Regions from separate parts of the Mus musculus genome. Here region 1 is linked to region 2. The links are chromatin contacts, called in public HiChIP or PLAC-seq maps. All regions are on one chromosome and are shown on one strand. The core of a region is the stretch at or near the end of the contact, and the rest is flanking DNA. Distances in the headings are between cores, read along the strand shown. Region 1 overlaps Hadh (hydroxyacyl-Coenzyme A dehydrogenase). Region 2 has its middle 95 kb from the start of Gm36520.

Region 1 (4,992 bases), core at 740-3,239, 290 kb after region 2:
AATGTCATTTAATACTAGAGAGTGTTCTTTTATAAATGGGCTTCATAACTATACACCCACCCCACATACATGTACACACGTACAAACATATACACATATAAATATATACATATACACTCATACATGTACATATATGCACACATACATACAAACATAAGCACATATACACACATGTGCAAACACACACACACACACACACACACACACATATATATATATATGCACACATAAAAACTCACACATGCTTAGGTTTCTGTTTGTGTTGCATATGTTTTGTTTTGTTTTTTAATTTCCTGTTTTACAAAGGAATGTTGTACTGGGGCTGTATTCACAGTCAAGGCACCCGCGTAAGGACAGCCCAGACAGAGCCACCATGCTCCACTTGCTGTGCATTACTGAGAGCAGTTTTCACAAGTATTCATCTACAATGCCCAGCTCCTTCCTGTTATTCTAAGAGATACTATAAATAAATAAATAAATAAATAAATAAATAAATCTTTAAGAAATTGGAATTAGAAGCCTCTAAGAAATCACACTTTGAATTTAAGGTAGTGGGCCTTAAAAAAATAGTCACACACATGAACCTCACCCGTGGTCTCCAACACCCCATTCTCCCTCCTGAGCCCCCGGCAGGGTGAGGCATCAAACCCAGGGTCACGCGCATGCTAAGCAAGTGTTCCGTCACTGAAGTATTAGATCTATTATGTACCGGCCACTAGACACTTGCAATGAGACATGGGCAAAGTGTTCAAGCTACTGGTGACATAACAGGGTGGGGGTGGGGGGCAAGCACTGCAGCATCCAAACCAGCTCACGATGTGCAGGCAAAGATGAACAGAAGCACTCAGACTTCACCAGCTCAGTCCTCTGCCTCTGAGGCCGGGGTTCTGAAGGGTGCAGAGACTCCCAAAGGAAGCTGGAAGGGCACTGGAGACAGACACTACAGCACATGCGCAGAGGACATGAGCCGGTACGCGCAGTACAGACCGGGCTCTAACTCCACAGCTCGCACACACATTGTTCAGGATGTGGAGACGCGCGATGCTAAAGTGGCCTCCAGATGCCAGACGTAACCCCCTTACAGGCTCCTGCTCCAGGTCTGCTTCCTGCAAGCCGTGGCCTGGGCCTGGAACAGTAGCCCTCCTATACCTTCAAGCCTTAGCCTTATTCTAGGCTTCTGTCACATGGCTCCAATCAGAACCTCTCCCCCACGCCCCACCCCCCAACCCCACCCTGCAGCGCATGAAACAGAAGCAGCTAGGCCCAAGAGCCAGAACACCCATCATCGCTGTGTCTCTCCACAGCTGTCAGAGCCACACTGACAGCTCATTTAAAAAGGCAGTGTCCCCTCAAAAGAATGCACACGGCCCGGGGACAGAAATCTAACAGCTTCTAACCTAACCTAAAGTCATTTAATCAAACCCATAGTCAGAGCCAAAGGCAAGACTATAATTCCCAATTCAGATCCTCACTTGAAAATTATTACTATTTCCAAAATTATTGAACGGCACAAAGTATTTTTTTAAAATCAGTACTCTTATACAAAGTCAACACAATTAAAAAAAAATCGTAAGCAAATCAGAGTAAATAGGCAAAGAGAAAAATATAGAAAAGCAACAGATACAAAACGTTGGCCAAGAGGGAGTTACACATAGCATGCTTTAAACCTAAATTCCTGCAATGCCCAGTACTTGTCTGAGAACCTGGTGGCCCTTCCATTTAAAAAACAAACAAAAAAGCCACACAGACCTCCGCTTCACTCTCTTTACCTCCCCTGAGTACATACTGTGGCCCTGAACTTTACTCAGGACAATGAGGTGAAGTTTCCTCAAAAAACAAAACAAAACAAAACAAAACAAAACAACAACAACAACAACAACAACAACAAAACCCTCCAAACCTAGATGGCTGGAGGCTTGGGGCTAGAGACCAGGGACCTGCAGCCACCGTTGAGTCCTTGTCTAAATCTCTGGCACCACCTGCCGGTCAGTCTCAACATTACCAGCTACAAGCTCCAGCTACAAGGACCAACCAGCAAGGAGCGGAGCCCTGCCAGACAGACCCTCCTTCCTGACAGGCGGCTAAATCCCCACTCTGTCTGGAGTGAGCTGTTGGGGACATGAAGATGAGGACTCTGATCATGCCCCAGGAAAGACGACAGCTGGGAAGTCAGATGTGGCGTGCCATAGGGGAGGGAGGCAAACGGCCCTTAGGAGAGCTATCAGAGAGAGCAATGGCGGATTATGCCCAGTTTAGAGCTCAGGGACAGCATTGGGGCTCTGATGGAATGATGTACATGGAGGTGATGGCAGAATCTTAGGGTGAGGTAGAAGAGTTCCCAGCCAGGGCTTGTACACAAGTTACGGAAGAGTGTTCTATTTATCTCCAGCCAGGGTAAGTATGGAGTTTGGGGGTGGGCACTTTGTATGCGTGCCTAGGACACCCTACAGTGACAAGAAGGTGAGTTCATGACATCCCAGGCTACTACAGCACAGCCGTCCTAAGGAGAGCTGACCACACGCCCTCGCTGACCTTTCAGAGCTGAGCGAGCTCAGGACAGGGCCGACAGCTTCCCAAGCCTACGCTACTCTGCCCTCAGAGCTGGGGCGTCACCGTACCCATCAAGTGATGATGCCAGGGACAGCACACCGCTGTGAAAAGCAGGCCTACTGCAGGAGGCTGTCAGAGCTCAGACTTTCTACACAGGGTGCGAGAGGTGCAGTGGGCACTCATGATATTCGGCAGCTGCTCAGTCTCCCAGACATCCTTCTACCATCAGACGGCTCTACCACCAAAACAGCATTTACCAAACTGCAGGGACAAACACACACAAGCCGGGACAGAAAGATTCTCCCTAAAGGAGCCAGGGAACAAAGCCAGCGCACCAGCCGGGAACACGGACAAAAAGAGGGAACAGGGTCCTCCACTTTCTTGGCGAGCATGGTGTAGGAGACAGACCCGAGAAAGCATGTAGTGACCAGGATAGCTGTGTGGCCGAGCCTCAGTATGGTGGCCTGGTAGGAGGAGGTGGGGCTGGGAGAGAAGAGGAACACCGTTGACATCGAGGGATCAAAGGTGACAGGTAGCAACCAACAGAGGGGGTATCTAAAGGCTTCAATGAAAACGCAGAACCCAAAAAAGTGGGCATGTGTCTCAGCACGCCTCAGAGTTGGCCAACTGAATACCCAGTGACAAAGGGACGTTATAAGAGGACATTACACTGGAGTCCAGACCACAGGGTAAGATCTGCAAACGCACCCACATGACACTCAGCAACTCCAGGACAGACCCATGTTCTGACACAGGATCCAGAAATGTACAACGGAGAAAGGCCACAGGCCACCCAGAGAAACAGCAAGAGCAAACTGAGAGCATCCCCTGGGGGGCCAGGTCCTGCCTTTCCTGAGGCAGCACAGAAGGTGGCTGGTAACACCGAGGGACAACGGACATGAAGAAAATGGTCTTCAACTTAGCACCAGATACTTGGCACTTGGGAGTGGTGTCACAGGACAGGGTGTTTCAGAGGGAAAACACCATGAAGGGGCGCTACATTCTGAAACATTACACTTAAGGGAGAGAGGGAGGGAGGGAGGGAGGGAGGAGGGAGGGGAGCCAAATGTCTTCAGGGTAGGCCAAAATGCCACAGATTTTCTCTGAGGTGTGATCGGGCACATTTGTTGAAGGTAAACATAGAAGCATTGGTTTGATCTTGGAGTAAAAGTAGGTGACGGCTTCCATAAAGCAGGGAGGCCAGTTTAATATTTAAAGCCGGTTTCGAGGAGGCAAACGTGCTTTCATCTGCTGGGGAGAGTTGGTGTAAATGCCCTGTTTGGAAAATGTCACTCTTGAGAGTATTTGTAACAAAGTCACTCACACCGACAGCAGCGATTGCATTTACCGGGTCCCTGTAGCTTGTCTGCCTGCAGTGTAGACGTCACACTCTCCCCGTCAGAAACAGGGAGAGTCAGGCAGGGAGAGTGTGCATCCATCCTCACATTACAGGGACCACGTCTCAAGGGTTCTGATTCTATATCTGGCAAAGTCATTTTCTATCAACCTTCGAAGGGGACAGTGTAGGGCCAGGCAGATGGCTCAGCAGGTAAAAGCACGCAGGTACCATGCAAGCTGGGAGACTGGGTTTGACCCTCAGAATCTGAACAAAGATGGGCGAGAACAAACCCCACAAAGCTGTCTTCTCATCTGCACACATGTGCCATGACATGATATGCAGGTGTATATCACACACTCACACACACACACACACACACACACACACACACGTACACAATACACATATACACAAGCACATAAACACACACACACACACACAATACACATACATACACATGAGCACACACACACAAATAATTTTTTAGGAGAAGGAGCACATGTCAGATCATGAGGTGTAAACCAATTCTTCCTGATTTTTTTCAATCCGGACCACGGCTTTACCATGTATTATCCCTGCCATTCACTTCCCATTCCTGGTAACTTTTCCATTACTATCTATTTCAAAAGCAAGAAACACTTACTATTAGTAGTGTGTGTGTGTGTGTGTGTGTGTGTGTGTGTGTGTGTGTAACATGCATCTTGTATGTGTGTGCATAAGCTGAGAGCTGCCCAACATGAACCCTGGGAAGCAATCCTGGGCCCTATGGAAGAGCAGTGCACATCTCAACAGCCGAGTCACCTCCCCATCCACCCTCCCCATAGTAAACTGTTAACTAATGGCAGAAGTGCAGGGGTGAAGATCTGCATCATCGATGAAGTTGCTGCTGGACTGTGTCAGAGGCTCACAGGGAGGTCTGGGACCCTGGGAACCCAGTGATAAAAATTCCTAAAGCCAGGGCAAAGCTGAGCTTAGTCCTTCAGAGCTAGAAGGCAGAAGCCCCTTCCCAGGCTCTGCACAGCCCACACCTCCTGTGCATAGCCCAAGAGCTGCAGGCCTTCGCCTGGCCTGGGACAGGTACCTCGCTCGTGTAGCCTGACGGC
Region 2 (4,811 bases), core at 314-2,813:
GTAGGTACCCAATGGCAAGAATAGTTGGAAGACTAGGGTGTGAAGAGAGGGAAAAGATTACATGTCATAAGAAAAAGGAAATTGTGTTGATAATGATTCCTGGAGCCACAGCTAGCAACTTCAGCTAAATATGCCCAATGTGGCCCAATGCTACCAGCGTTAAGAGCATTCCTCATACAGATCAAAGGAAGACCCTCAGAATGATGTCTTTAAACTCAATACAAATATTGTCCCCCAAACAGGAGATCTGCAGAATACTAGACTTTGCATATATTAGAAGAATTTCTCAGGTCACAGCAAGACTAATCTTTAACATCACAAGATTCATTCATTCATTCATTCAATGTATTTGATATCTAAAAAGCAGCTTTATTTTTATGGCAGTCTGGAGCTCAGAGGAAAAGGAACATTGTGGCAGTAAGAGATGGGCTCTGTAGACATTCAAATCTCTGGTCACCGTAACCTTTTCAAGCCACACTTACTTCATAGAATCATTGTGGATTGATTGGCAGAGTCCTCAGATGAGAACACTGACAATCCAGGTTGACTGTAAAAGAGAACAATAATTTCAAGTGTGAAGGAAACGTTCCAGATTAAAAAAACAAAAAAAACAAAACAAAACAAACAAACAAAAACACAGTGTATGCTGTCTAGATCCTTATAAACATATTTCCTCTTCATGAAGACAACTGTCACACTTCCTTCCCTGAAGTGTATGCTGTTAAGCTTATTTACTTCCTGGTACTCAGAATAGGTTTTTCTCCAGCAGTCTGGGAAGGCAGCCGGGTGGGTGGGTGGCTTTGGGGCCCACACTGGACCAGCATCTGAGTCGCAACAAATCCCATATTGTCCAGACCCTAATGAAATTGCTTCTGGCGTCGCCAGGAAAGTGTTTACTCGCCTCTAAATTAACTCCATTGTCCATCCGAGAGAAGAAAGTAAGTCAGCTATCAAAAGGGAAAAAAACAAAAAACAGAAAACAAAAAATGAGGCAGGCACGGAGTTCTTGCTTACAGCAGTAGGTTTTATTGTTTTGTTGTTGTTATTTTGGTTTTAAAGGGTTGTTTTTCCACAAGTTCCTTTATGTCCTAAGACAAAGTCCCTTCTCGTGGCTCTCTGTCCCGTAATGACATTTCTCAGAACAGCCTTGGGCTCCTGGTCGCTGTCCCGTTGTGCGCCACCACCACCCCTCCCCACTTCATCCCCCATGGCTGCACGCAGAAACCTTTTCCTCAAGTGATGGACTCCTGTTTTGCAGCCAGTCAGCACCTGCTCTCAAAACCTGATCCCTCCCTGGTTTGTTTCAAGTGGAGCCAGGGGATCCGGACTTAATTAGCAGTGATATATCTCTCATACTGATCAGTTCCATCCAGCTTCCCCCTGGGGCCCCAGATTTGTCTCTATTTGGAATCCCCGTGCTTGCTGGGCGGCTGGTGTTTGCAGTTAGCTGGCAGCCGCTCGCTCGCTCGCTTGCTCGCTTGCTCGCTTGCTCGGAGAGCACGCCGGGTGGGAACACTCGCCGGGTGGCGGAGCAGGCAGCCTTTGGCGGGGCTGGGGAGGAGACAAGTCCTGGCGGCTTCCTTCAGCCCAGTGCCCACAGCCAAAGGCCAGGCTGGGAGACAGCCCCTCCTCAGACACCGGAAGAGACTCGGGGAGGCTGGGAATGGCTGGAGACGGTGGTCACCCTCACTCAAGGAAGCTCCGTGGCATGGCAGAGGCCTGGATGTCGCGAGTTTGCAAATGGCCTTTTGGGCTGCTGAGGAAGGATTTCTTTCTTTCTTTCTTTCTTTCTTTCTTTCTTTCTTTCTTTCTTTCTTTCTTTCTTTCTTTTTCAGGAGGGGAAACCGCCTCCTGCTCTGTACCATCTCGAGCCAAAATAACATGTTTTGGCAACCATTATTTGGCAATTAGGGCCTCAGCTCACTGAAAGCATTCTTCCATGCAAAATATGCCTTGGAAAGAAAACACTAAACCACATCTGAGTGAAAATATAGGAAGTCAACAAAGGGGTGACTGAGCAGGGAGAGTCAGCAGGAGCGCTTTGGAGGAGGGCGCAGTTGGCAACTAGACCTTTCCATTGCCCTGACTCCAACTCTACCCCAGTCTAGGCAAGGCTCGAAGACTTAGCATAACAGCATACTGCGTGCTGGGCTCCATTCCCTGGCCCCCCAAACAGCCTTCCCGGCAGGATCTAAAGAAAGGCAAAAGATAGGGTATGTCTGCAGGTCAGTTCACCCCACCCCCCAGCCACCCCCACCCTCCCAGCTACACACATATACAATCTGCAAGACTGAGCAGGGGACGGGAACAACGGGTACAGGGACCCTTCTAGGTACTGACTGACTCCTCTCTCATCCTAACACTGCTCCCTTTCAGCCAGTGTGAGAGCAGAGAGATTGCTCTTCCCACGGTCCCATGGAAACCGCATCCTTTGATAAAGAGAACCGCCAAGCAGGTTAACATCCATCAGGTACAACCGGACAGAAGCAAGGAGATTATGACTCAGGGCATGTTGCGTTTTCTGGTGTGTTCCAAGCATATGTGTTGCCATATGCTCTGGTCTACTGTCACACACAGTCTGCTGTGTTCATTCTTTACTGTCCTTGCTCAATTCCCCGATCTGTTGCCTGGTGAGAAACTGTAAAGATTGGGCTTTGAAGGCAGGAAGCAATACCCAATTACACCTTGCACACAATAATACGCCTCTACAGTGGGCCCGACAAAACCACATCCTCCACTCAGCTGTCACAGCGTAGGGCAGACACAGGGCCAAGACACCTGGACTCCCCTCCCTTGTAAACACAACTACCACCTGTAGGCTAGCTCCAGAAGAAATGTTAGTGGATGTCCTGTGGACAGAGACAACCAAAGTGGTTCTCATCACTCTCTCACTGTGTAGCTAGCTCATGAACATGTTAGGTTTAATCTTACAATTCTTAATGACACATCCTTCCTTCATTATTAGAACAATTTTTCTAGCATTGAATGTTAGCATAGGATAACCCTGGGCTGCTTCTGCCCAGCCATGGAATGAACTGAGGCAGGGGGTGTTCCTAGAACGTGCAAGGATCCCTTTGTCTCAGTCTCCTGGGTTCCTGACTGCCAAGATTATAGCTATAATTTAACGTACCTGTGTTACTAATATTTAGATTCTATAGTTATAGTTTAACAATGGTGAAGTCTATTGTTTAACAGCTGCACCCATTTCTACAGGGTAAGTTTCATGGGATCAAATAGTGAAGGATTTTTTTTATGTGTACCCTGGTGTGAGTTTATGTGTACCATGTACAGCAGGTGTCCATGGAGATCGGAGGGTGCAGGATCCCCTGGATCTAGATTTACAGTTGGCTGTGAGCCACCTGATGTTGGCACTGAGAATGAACCCAGGTCTTCAGCAAGAGCAGAAGTCGTCCTTGACTGCTAAGCCATCTCTCTAGCCCTATCAGTGGGCTATTTCTAACCGAAGCAGAGAGAGCGTTTTCTTTTCTTTTTTCTTTTCTTTTTTTCTTTTTTGGTTTTTCGAGACAGGGTTTCTCTGTGTAGCCCTGGCTGTCCTGGAACTCACTCTGTAGACCAGGCTGGCCTTGAACTCAGAAATCCGCCTGCCTCTGCCTCCCGAGTGCTGGGATTAAAGGCATGTGCCACCACGCCCGGCTGGTTGTTGTTGTTTTTGTTTTTGTTTTGTTTTGTTTTGTTTTTGGTTGAGAGCGTTTTCTTGTTTTCCATCTTTTTATAATCATTCACAGGATCACTATGATTTGTCCATTGCACTGGGGTTTCTGAAATCAGCCTTCAAAATACAAACTATTGACATTTTCAAATAAAAGCACTATATTTTCAGTTAGTGTTCCAAGTTTAAACAGTCTAGCAATCAAAGGCCAACATGTTTAAGTGTGGCACACCGTCTTCTATTTTATGGGAACTATCATTTTGCACTAATGTTGCCTCTGTTTACCCGAGTGAAGCCAGATTTTCAGTGTTTTTCACTTGTGTATTGTCCCTCTCACCAAAGCAAACGTGGGGCGGCAGGGTAAGCCGGGCCACACAGGCGGAAGAAGGGCCAGCTCGTCTCTTCTCTGGCCAGCTCTCCATGTCCCTTCCTTTCTGGATAAGTCATGGAAGTTTGATGACATGATGACCAGCACATTTTGCCTTGACTTTCTTTTGAAACCTTTAGAAAGAGTTCTGTCCACAACTAAACTTGGTGCCTCAAACCTTTAAAGTACATATTTTTTTTTTCTTCTGGGGGGACATTTCAACATTTAAAGTTGTTTGGGGGCCAGTGTTTCTCAAAGGAGCCGATCTGTGCTCAATGTTCTTACCTTTGGAATGCTGCTCTCACGGGCAGGCTGTGCACAGCAGGGGCTCTTAGAAGGCAACATGTATCCAGTGACAAGAGTAATCCAATGTCACAAGAAGAACTTGTGACAGATATAGAAATTACTGTGGATATGTTTTAATTACCTTTACGGATGGCAGCTAGAATATTTTGCCAAAAATATTGTTTTGTCCCCAGCTTGAAAGCATTCTGACCCCAGGGGGGAACAAAAACAGAAGTAACTTCATTTTTGCCAACATTTGAAAGGACCACAGTTGAGAGAATCTCTTCTGTACTATATGGAAGCATCACCTGTCAATTAAAAGCCAGTGGCCTATTAACTAAGGCAGGAAATTGGAGGCGGGAGTTCCTGTAGGGAGAAGTTGAAACTCTGGGATAGAGTTGGACTTGGGAACAGACCCACCTTGAACTCTGAGGAGACGGATGCATGAAACCGAGATGTAACCAGCCATATGGCACTCACAGAATAGAA

The links. HiChIP or PLAC-seq counts read pairs in DNA pulled down with a chosen protein or histone mark.
Region 1: an H3K27ac HiChIP or PLAC-seq map of regulatory T cells shows a contact between it and region 2, with 5 times the contacts expected there. The contact joins two enhancer-like sites. A contact is called at or near these places in 1 of 15 datasets of contacts at CTCF or cohesin (the NIH/3T3 cell line), 9 of 484 Hi-C or Micro-C datasets (the C2C12 cell line, MC3T3-E1-derived osteoblasts, the N1E-115 cell line and 5 more) and 8 of 115 datasets of contacts at active chromatin or transcription factors (astrocytes, double positive thymocytes, embryonic forebrain and 5 more).

The regions. Positions count from the first base shown.
Region 1 is chr3:131,235,967-131,240,958 of GRCm38.p6, forward strand. It overlaps Hadh (hydroxyacyl-Coenzyme A dehydrogenase), which reads right to left. Exons shown (of 8, transcript NM_008212.4): 6 at 4,971-4,992. Among named protein-coding and RNA genes, the nearest start is that of Hadh, 34 kb to the right of the region's middle. Within about 2 kb of position 1,990, at least 12 of the 459 cell types and tissues checked have an H3K27ac peak or open chromatin away from gene starts, as enhancers often do. A contact at or near this core is called in regulatory T cells, where this site is marked.
Region 2 is chr3:130,944,753-130,949,563 of GRCm38.p6, forward strand. No RefSeq gene overlaps it. Among named protein-coding and RNA genes, the nearest start is that of Gm36520, 95 kb to the left of the region's middle. Within about 2 kb of position 1,564, at least 180 of the 459 cell types and tissues checked have an H3K27ac peak or open chromatin away from gene starts, as enhancers often do. A contact at or near this core is called in regulatory T cells, where this site is marked.